Linked DNA regions of Oryctolagus cuniculus: region 1 is linked to region 2. The links are chromatin contacts, called in public Hi-C maps. All regions are on one chromosome and are shown on one strand. Each heading gives the region's core, a stretch centred on a gene start, on an enhancer-like site or on the middle of the called end of the contact. The rest is flanking DNA. Distances are from core to core; before and after follow the strand shown. Region 1 has its middle 120 kb from the start of COL3A1. Region 2 holds the start of COL3A1 (collagen type III alpha 1 chain).

Region 1 (5,027 bases), core at 964-3,463, 120 kb before region 2:
TCTTCAAGAAAGACATAAAAATGACCAATAAGCACAAGATATAATGCTCAATAATCATTAGGAAAATGTAAGTCAAAACTTCAATAGATATCATTTCATACACATTAGGATGGCTAGAATTAAAAAGACAATTACAAGTGTTAGTGAGGTTGCTGAGAATTTCTACATGTACACATTGCTCTTTAGATTGAAAACTGGTATAGCCATTTTGGTAGTTCCTCAGATTATCAATCATAAAGTTACTATATGACATATCAATTCCATACTTAGGAATATATCTAAGAAACATGAAAATATATGCCAAAACAAAAACTTGTACTTGAATGCTTAAGGCACCATTGTTCGCATAACAAGACAAATGAGTGCCATTGATTGATAAACAAAATGGATATACCCATGCAATGAAATGGCATTCATCCATAAAAAGTGATGACATACTTATGTATCTGAAACATAGATGAATCTTGAAAATATAACTCTAACTGAAAGAAGCCAATCATAAAAGACATTATGAGATTGCATTCCCACAAAATATCTAAACAGGGAAGTCTAAAGAGTCAGAAAATTAGTGGTAGCTAGGGGTCTTGGTTGAGGGGGCAGAACTTGATAGCTAAACAGTGCTAGATTTCTTTTTACAGTAATGGAAATGTTCTAAAATTGGGCATGGAGATGGTTGCACAGTTCTGACAATATACTGACAACTACTGTATTATACATTTGAAATGGCTGATTTGTAGGGCATAGATTAAATCTCAAATAAAACTGTTAAAAATATAGTATATATACACTATGAAGTACTGGTCAGCCATAAAAAAAAATGAAATCTTGTTGTTTGCAACAAAATGGTTGCAACTGGAAACCATTATACTTATACTTAGTGAAATAAGCCAGTCCCCAAAAGACAGATATCATAGATTTTCCCTGACCAGGGGTAAAAAATAGAGGACCTAAAATGTAATGTATTGGAGTGAAATGGACATTTTGAGATTTGATGATTGTTTACAGCTCTTGCCTCTACTGTTGAGGAACATTTTTTAAAAATATTTATTGAACTCTTTACTTAGTATAGGGTTAACCTGATGAGTATAAAGTAAACTGAAAATACATCTTTGTAAAATTAAGAATGGGAATAGTAGAGGAAGGAGCAAGAAGCATTGGAGCAAGGTCAGGAGGGAAAGGATGAGAAGTATCACTATGTTCCTAAATCTGTTATATGAAATGTATGGAACTTGTATACCTTAAGTAAAATTCTAAAAATGTAAAAAAAATGATAGACTATATTAAGGGCAGGAATATGGTGCAGTGCTTTAAGCTGTAGCTTCAGACATCTGTATCCCATTTTGGAGCGCTGATTTGCGTCCACTTTGTACCCAGTTCCCTGCTAATGTGCCTGGGAAGCAGCAGATGATGACTCAAGTAGCCTTGTTCATCACACCCAAATAGAAGACCAGGATGGAGTTCAGGGCTCCTGGCTTAGACCTAGCCCATCCCTGGCTTTTGTGAGCATTTAGGAAGTGAACCAGTGGATGGAAGATTTCATTCTTTCTTTCACTCTGCCTTTCAAATAAATAACTGACTAATGAAAATAACTATTTTGAAAAAAGACTGCACTAAATTATATTTATGCATACAAAGAGCCAATACCTTATTGTCAAGACTCTAGAGTAATAAATATTTTAAAAAATCTTGAATCCACAGTAAATCAAATCAAAATAAAGCTGCAATTAACTCAAATCCAGCTCAACTATTGACACTTTATTTTTATTTGAAAAGCAGAGTGATTAGATCAATCGATAGATAGATAGATAGTAGACAGCCAGATATCTTCCACCCACTAGTTTATTCCTGAAATGGCTGCAACAAGAAGACTGGGCCAGGATGAAGCCACGAGCATGGAACTCCATCCAGGCTGTCCACATGGGTGGCAGGAACCTAAGTACTGTGCCATCTTCTGCTACTTACCAGATGCATTATCAGGAAGTAGGATTGGAAGTGGAGATGAGACTTAATCTCAGGCACTCTGATATGGCAGTGGGTATCCCAAACTATGGCTTAACCTGTGCATCATGATATTGGCAACAGATTTAAATACTTTTAGTACACTGTTGGGATGTTTGCCTTACCCAGGTCTTCAGTTTTAGCACTGATGAGGTTACTAACCTCTGCTTGTTCTTTATTCCTGAGCAGCTTGCTTTAAGCTGTGAGAGCTCTCTGCTGCTTTACACCCTGCAGTGGACTTTGGACTGCTGAGGAATTCTCTTCACTCTTCTGCCCCTGGTCTTAGAAAGCCTCTCTTCAGTCCTCTGCCTTGCCCTTGTCTTTTGGAAACCAGCCAAGGATCTCTCGACTCTCTCAAAGTGAGCTAGTCTCTGAGGGGGTTCATGGTGTTCTTCCAACTCATCCCCAGACATCTGAGCTGAGCATAGTGTGCCTGGAGGAGATGTTTCTCCTAGCTCTCCCTACCCCTCCTCCAAAGTTCCTCTGCTGGAAGACTGTAATCTCTGGGAATTTCTTTCAGTTTTCTTTCCCCACCCCTAGTTTCAGCACTCGGTAAAGATCAGAAGGAAAGAATTGGCAGCAGTACAGTTTTGTTCCATGGCTCAGGCTCCACTGGAATTTAACCTGTCATGCCAGCCCACTTGCAGCCTTGAGAAATGCCAAGTTAGGCTGGTCTTCTTCCACCCCGTCCATATGAAGGAATCCTTTTTCTCCCTCCTTGTCAGTTTTAAGAGATCTCTTGATCCTTCTTTCTTATAAAGAACTTGTCATTTTCTGGATTTTAATTTGTTTGCTTCTTGGCATTCTCTGCTCTCTGTGGGTTTTTATAAATCTGATTATGTAGTTTTTCCAATGTTTTGGTTGAAAGGGTGAGAGTGACAGTCTCTTGCAACTTCCAACGTCTCGACTTACTAAAAATTGGAGGGAGAAAAACAGGTTACAGAGACGTTTTTTAGTGTAGAGTGAGCATTTTTCCAAGTGTTAATTCTTATAAATCACACCTAAATGTTCAAGAAGCCAAGCAAGCAACAAAATATCTACACATGGGATTTTCTCATCTCAGGTACCCCTGTCTTCCCAAGAGATTCTCATAATTCTAGCATAATTCTTAATAGGCAGTCATGTTATAAAAAGAGATGTGACAAAATTCAAAGGGGGCCTTCAGAATCATATGGGCCAACTTATCCAGACGTTTGCAGTCTTATTGAATCTGTTTAGAGCATGCAGAAGTGAGTTACTTCTGCTGGGAAGGGTTCAGTAAGTTAGGAACTGAGTCATTTCTCTTGGTTACTGTGGTAAAAATGGTCAGACCCAATGATACACTAGATGGATCACAGAAGTGTGCAACTTTTGTTGAGCAATAAATTCCTCATAGGTCCCAAAAACAAAGGGTTGAGAGATATTCCATATATGCCCCAAGGACAAAAGATTGAGAAATACCTTTATATGCCCCAAGGAGTTGCCTAATGCCATAAGAATAAGGCACCATATGGCTCTTTTTTCATCGCTGATATAAAATGCACAAACCTATGGACTGTAATTGTCTCATGTGGAAAATTCCTCATATCTCACCTCTAAAATTGACTGATAAATGTCAAGTATTCTTCTGAAACCAATAAAAGGATAAAACAAGGAACTAATGCATCCAACTGAGTTCTTGATATGTTATATTTTCCAAGTATAGATTTCTCAGCTTACTTCTTGGGCCTTTAATAAATGAAAAGAATTATTAACAGTGACCATGGAGTCACTGCTTATAATAAATCATTCCCTAATAATAATAACACTTATGTAATACTTAGTATATTCCAGCTACCAATTTAGTTATTTACATGTAAGTCTTGACCAAGAAAAGAGAACCTTATGATCTATGTACAATTGTTACCTCAATTTGACAGATTAGCAAATTGAGTCCAGAAATGGCCAACATTTGCTCATGCCCCAGATAATGGTAGAGTTGTATCCCTTGCTCATAGATTTAAAAAAATGAATTTTGTTACTATCCAGCTGCAATTTTAACTCAATAAATTGTTCTAATTATTGCTATCCATATTTGAAGCTGTTTACTGACATAATGCAAATGAAGACCAGGCAGGCCTATTTACTGAATACGTTCGTTTTTTAAATTGACTATTTATATAAACGTTCTTCAAAAAGTTTGTGGAAAATGGAATTAAAAGATAATCTTCTTTGGTATAAAAATGCTTAAATCCATGCAGTTTCTCCAATTCCCATGATTTTAATTTATTTTATTTTAAAATGTATTTTATTTATTTGGGAGGCAGAGACTGGCAGAAAGAGAGAAAGACAGACAGACACACACAGAGAGAAAGAGTACCCATTGGCTTGTTCATTCTGTTAATGTCTACAATAAGGACTGAGATTATGCTGAAACTGGGGGTTGAAATCTCGATCCAGGTCTCTCTCATGGGAGGCAGGGATTCAACTACTTGAATCATCAGCTGCTGCCTCCCAGTGTGTGCATTAGCAGGAAGCTGGAGTCAGGAACCAGAGGTAGCTCCCTAAACCCAAAAACTCCATGTGGGGTTGGGGGACCTTAATCACTAGGCCAATCATCTATCTGTTCACAAAATTTTTGAAGTCTTTAGTATTAGGAAACCTTCATTCTTTCTGTGTTCACTCTCAATATCAAATTTCCCTACTCCTTAACTAGAAGGAAAGATACTGCTCAGACAACCAAAGTAACATTTTTAAGAAGCCAAATTTTGAAAGTCTTTTAAGTTTATCATTCTCACTCTTTGAAGAGATAATACACTTGGATCACATAATACTGCTTTTGTCATTTTATAATTGTAGCTTTCAAACAACAAAAGAACAATGCTATAAACAAAGCAAAATTTTTCCAACAATGTGTTATACCCATAGAGTCTGTGTTGAGAGCTCAGTAATAAATAATATTGTGTGAATTTGTACAATGCTTATCAGTGTTAACTCCTAAAACACGACTTATCTCAAAAATATATTTGAATGTCATAAAATTCCTGCCTCGCAATTCTTTTGTTGAAAAA
Region 2 (5,328 bases), core at 1,951-4,450:
CTTTGGCCTAGCTCATGCTTCTATTAGAAGATAGTGATTTGGCCTTCTTTTCATCTTCAGACATAATTGGCTACGTCTGAAGAGCTATTGCAGCTGTGTTGGATACTGCTGGAAATTCCTCAGTATGACTCAGATGACAAATTATACTTGATAGAGAGTCTAGTGGGATTTGCAGACTGGAGCTTCAATCCTGAGTATGTTAAGGCATCTGAAGATCCAACAGGGAACTCCTAAACTCCTACAAGATGTTGCACCCAGAATCTGTGCCATTCTTGCAGCAAAATTTATAAAATTATCACACTGTTCAGGGATGAGTCATATTGGTACAAAGTTGAATTCTAATTTTCTATGAATTTCCAAATATAATTACAATATCAGTGATGATGGAAAATAAAACTGTCATTGGAACCTAAGTATGAACACTTCATTCCAGAAAACATGGTTTAATACTTCAGAAAGGTGCACAACTCAAATAGGGGCTGAGCAGTGCTTTCCCTTTTAATGATTAATGGTCTACTAAGTAAATAAGATTTTAGGTGACAGCTTTATGTCAACATAACAGGAAATTCTTAGATGTTTATCCATTTATGTGAAGAAAAATTGATACAACAAATGCAAATTACCTCACAAGTGCATTAAGGCAGTTCCAGGAATTTTCGTTGCTCAAATTTCCATCAATTTTTAAAAATATACATGTGTATATTTAGTAACTTATATGTGGATATATATATAGCTCCACATATATACACAGATAGAAACAGACCTTTAAAACTAAGTGAGAAGGGATTCTGTCCCATGTGTTTTTCATGATGGAGATAATTGACTTTCTTATTGCTAGTACAGAGAGCACAGCTAACAGCCCCTGGCCTCTCGAATTCATCACAGCTGTGCTCATGCAGCTCTTCCCAAGCTCCCACTGTCGAACGAGTGCACTGGAGAAGATCTGAAACCTTGGGTTGATAATCTACCACACCCTGCTTTGCCTCATCTTTCCAGCCACTCACTTGTCAAGGAAGAGCCAGATTAGTCAGTGTTTCAGTTGGTGCGGGTACTTAGATGTTTTTTTTTAAACCACAAATGCCATCCAGAAAGCAAAATGACATGTTTATACATACTGGTTCATATCAGTGAAATCAGGGAGGTAAAGAAACAAATGTTTGTCTTGATTCCCATGAGGATCTCAGCTCCTGGAGTGCATAAATAGGATTCACTAGCATATGTATTTCTTCCATTTGAGACAACAGCTCAGATCCACACCCAGCTAGTCACTGTAGTAAGAAACAGTTTGACACAAGGAGGGGGAGTAGGATCTGGAACACTAAACCCTAAGGATCCTGCTGCAGAACCCCAACATGTTTAAGGCAATGAAGAATGACAAATCAGAAAACCTGGAAAAGGAGATCTCCAGGTGCCTCCTGAAGACTTTATAATACAAGAATGTTTCCATATGCACAATTTAGCTAAGTTTTCTTAAATGAGAGAATCAATCATGATTGTTTCTCATGTGTGTAAGACTTTTATTTGAATGACTAGACAAATCAAGGTTTTTAGGACAAATTGCAATGGAAGTTTTGCATGTAAAGTCTGAAATAAAGCATTAAAATCTTTTTAAATGGCAATTTTCTAATTTTATTTTATTTTTGTTTAGAAAATAACAAAGAAATTCAATAAACTTCAATTTTATTGACTATCTAAAATAGGATCAATCCTTTTAATATAGAAAGATGGATTTTTATGTAAGTACCAAAGATACTATGAGAAAAATTCATCATGATTCTGAATTTATCTGAACACGCAATAGTTTTTTTTTAAGTAGAGGATGAAGATGATTGGAAGTCAGAGAATTACGTATAACAGTCTTCTGCCCTCCCAACATTACTGTGATGATCCAGTAGGAAAGCTTTTAGTCGTGACCATTCTCAACAGTTCCTTTTCCCCCCTCAAGCAGTGACTCTCCAATCTAAAATCAGAATATGCACAGGAGATTGATCTTGTTCTAGTCCTCTCGGCCACTATCAGATGATGCCATCTATATTGGAACGTCTTGGTTTATGATCCCTTCGAGTAGAGATACAAGGAGGCAAGTGTTCCGATCTCCACGCTTACAAAATTTATGTATACCTCAAATTGAGTAAAATGAATTAGGAGAAATAGAAAGATGAAAACAAACTTAAAGGATATGATTTTGCTGCGAAGGAAAGGTTTCAACTGGGTCATTGAGAAATGACTTCCATGAATTGGTGTGAAGTGGTGAGATTTTATGTGCACATGCATGGAGAAAGAAATGATCAAGTTAATATGGAAAAGTTAAATGCATGTGACCTTGACTAGAGCTTAAATGCCCCATGTATTTATTATTGTGGTGCAAGGAAATATCTTGATTACTAGAAATGCCTTGATGCCATGACCAAGTGTAGTCTCTGAAAAAGATTTATCAAAGACTTAGCAATGGTTTTGCTCCCTTTTCAAATGTCATCCAGAAATTACTTCTTAGGTCCAGAAATACATTGGAAAGCTATGCTGGTGAGGGTTTGGAAAGCATACATATGAAAATCTAAATTTAGAAATATTTATACTAATCTTTATAACCATGCATATAAATGAGAATTTCTTCTGGTATTCTTTTTCTGTTCCATGTGATAAACTCTTTCTTCCAGTTTCTTACAAAGTCGAGACACAAAAGACTGAATTTTTCCTCTAGAAAATGTTTTCTGGTTTTACCAAGCAGCATAAAAGTTAGAAGTTTCACAAGAAAGCACTTTGGCTTGCTAAAGAAATTTTTGAGGAATGGAAACAGCTATAGATAAGTATCTAACTTTTAGGATGCCATTCGAACAGAGATCAGACACTTAGTGTTTTGACTTTAGCATAAAATTTAACTTCCAGACCTCGGGGTTCATGGATGAGAGTAAGGGGGTTTTCTTTCGGTTAATCTCTCACTGTTCCTTATTTAAATTGAGTTAGGGTGCGTTCTGCAAAATCCCAGTATACAAATCCAGGAAAGTAAGGTTTGCAAAATTAGCCATATTCAAGAAATATGCATCAAACAATTTCTCAAAAGTGTGAAGCTGTTAATATGATACAGGGAGATAAAAAATGCATACATTTAATTCTCATGTAGTGAAACACAAACAGAATATTCTGTATGTGTTCTGAAGTTATGCAAACATGCATTAGACTAAAATAAATAAAAAACTCTCACACAGTACATGCACACAAACTCCAGATGTACTATTTTTCTTACTCTGTGGTTTGTGTCTTCTATAAGGGCAAAGAAATATTAATCATTTCTTTTACTGCTAAGGGGATGGGTGCCGCTCTCATATTTCAGAAAGGGGCTGGAAAGTGAGGGAAGCCAAACTTTTTCCTATTTAAGGCCAAAGCAAAGGAATCCCAGTGGCTGAGTTTTATGACAGGCCCGGTGCTGAAGGGCAGGGAACAACTGATGGTGCTACTTTGAACTGCTTTTCTTTTCTCCTTTTTGCACAAAGAGTCTCATGTCTGATATTTAGACATGATGAGCTTTGTGCAAAAGGTAACCTGGTTACTTCTTGCTCTGCTTCATCCCACTGTTATTTTGGCGCAACAAGGTAAGTAGCTACTGATTTCAGAAAATGTTATGGGGTTTTGTTTTTACTTCATACAAAGAGATACAAAGAGGGAAAGCAGCCTCCTAAAATAATTTCTTCTAACATTTCCAACTGCGAAACGTTCACCGTGATTGTGTGTTTTACCTTTGTTTAAAAAGAATAATGTCTTGTGTGTTTTTGAAAGTTTTGGGTTGTTTCAGATAAAGCTTTTCTTGTACTAACTATTTTCACATTAAAGGCATTGGAAACTCTTTAAAAGGCTTTGTAAGTCTCCCCTCCTGGACCGTTAACATCTTGGAATGTTTTCCTAGGCTGTCTGGAAGTTACTGGTCTTTTGTAATAATTTTATGTCCTCCTCTGCATGCTGCATTCTTTGTAAGGCTGGAATATTGGGCATTGTTTTCCCAAGAAGATAATAGTTAGAAATAGCATGCATTCAGAGCATTCTAATATTAGGCGCTATGCATTAGTAGAATCATTTCACCTTTTTCTGCGAAACAGCAGCAAGGTAAAGTCTACCAACTTTCTTTTAATGAGTTCAAACTGCTAAAACTGTTCCAACACCCTTGCTTTTTCTTGTTCTGTTTCAAGCACTTACAATGATTAATCCAGCTTTTTCTAGTAGTTTACTGTTAAGGGTTTACTGTGTTCTGCATGTTCCACGTTTCAACTGTGTCTGCATTACTGAAGAGATTACTTTTTTCAACAGGCATGTTTTGGCTTTTCTACAAGCAGGGAAAACATATCAGTAGTGTTTGACTTCAAAAAACTGATTTCATTTATGTTCTGATGAGTTCATAGAATGGATTTCATAGTTTAATTGCCCCAAAACCATTTGTCTCTTTATGTGAAAATGTTTCTTAATTCCTATGTTCTTCACAGTTAGGGAAACCAGGTAAACTGAAATACACACCTTCACAGTATAAATATTTAAGAGGTAAATTTAAAGCTAGCCAGAAGTTATTAGACAAGAATTTGTATTTTTACCTACTGCATTTCTGTAATTTTTGCAAACATGTTGTATTATGATAATGAGATTTTTGCTATTGTTGTTTATAATTTCAAATATCAGTGGTGCCAAAAAGGTAATCTATGTCAGTTGGTGAGGGGCAATGCCCAGTGATGTTTCTTTACTTATAATCAGCCCATGATCACAAAAGAGAAACACCCATATTCCTTGTCTGCTTGGTTTCCTCTCCCCCTTATCCCTCGCCTCTCTTCCCAGCCCCTCCTTTTCTCTCCACCCCTTCTGGCTCCTTTCAACCCCCCCCCCCCCATTTCCTCTCTTTACCCTCTCCTATCCCTAAGCAAGTCCATCTCTACTTACTCATGGCTCCTCCTCCACCACCCCCTCCCTCTCACGTGTCCTTCTTATGTCTCCATTTTCCTTCTCTCACCCCTGAGTCCTCGCCTTTCCTCTCCTTGAATTTGCAATCCTGTTTCCCTTCCTTTCCCTCTCCCCTTTCCTTTCTTTTAATGTCCATTGCAATTCTGGGTCCTTCCTTGGTAAGCTTAGTGATAAGCACCTCCCAACACCCCCAATAAAGTCTTCTTTGAGTTCTTAAATTCTTCTCACTTCTGGGGAGGGGTTGATGGTGATTGGGTGGGGAAGGGGGAAACAAGGCTGGGGAGGAATCACAGAGTTCTTATTTACTGAATAGGTTAAAAACCATTGGTTTTTGTTCCAAAGATTGACAAAACATTTGTGGTTTCCTAATGGTGACAAGCACAATGAGAG

The links. A called contact is a pair of places that touch in the nucleus more often than the background predicts.
Region 1: a Hi-C map of psoas muscle shows a contact between it and region 2, with 6 times the contacts expected there. The contact joins the enhancer-like site here to the promoter of COL3A1 in region 2. A contact is called at or near these places in 2 of 6 Hi-C or Micro-C datasets (psoas muscle and skin fibroblasts).

Annotation. Positions count from the first base shown.
Region 1 is chr3:51,541,052-51,546,078 of mOryCun1.1, reverse strand. It overlaps the pseudogene LOC100354939. Among named protein-coding and RNA genes, the nearest start is that of COL3A1, 120 kb to the right of the region's middle. Within about 2 kb of position 2,213, at least 2 of the 8 cell types and tissues checked have an H3K27ac peak or open chromatin away from gene starts, as enhancers often do.
Region 2 is chr3:51,421,676-51,427,003 of mOryCun1.1, reverse strand. It overlaps COL3A1 (collagen type III alpha 1 chain), which reads left to right and starts at 3,200. Exons shown (of 51, transcript XM_002712333.5): 1 at 3,200-3,590. The coding sequence starts at 3,515. LOC138848960 (a long non-coding RNA gene) reads right to left here. Exons shown (of 2, transcript XR_011387204.1): 2 at 3,399-5,328.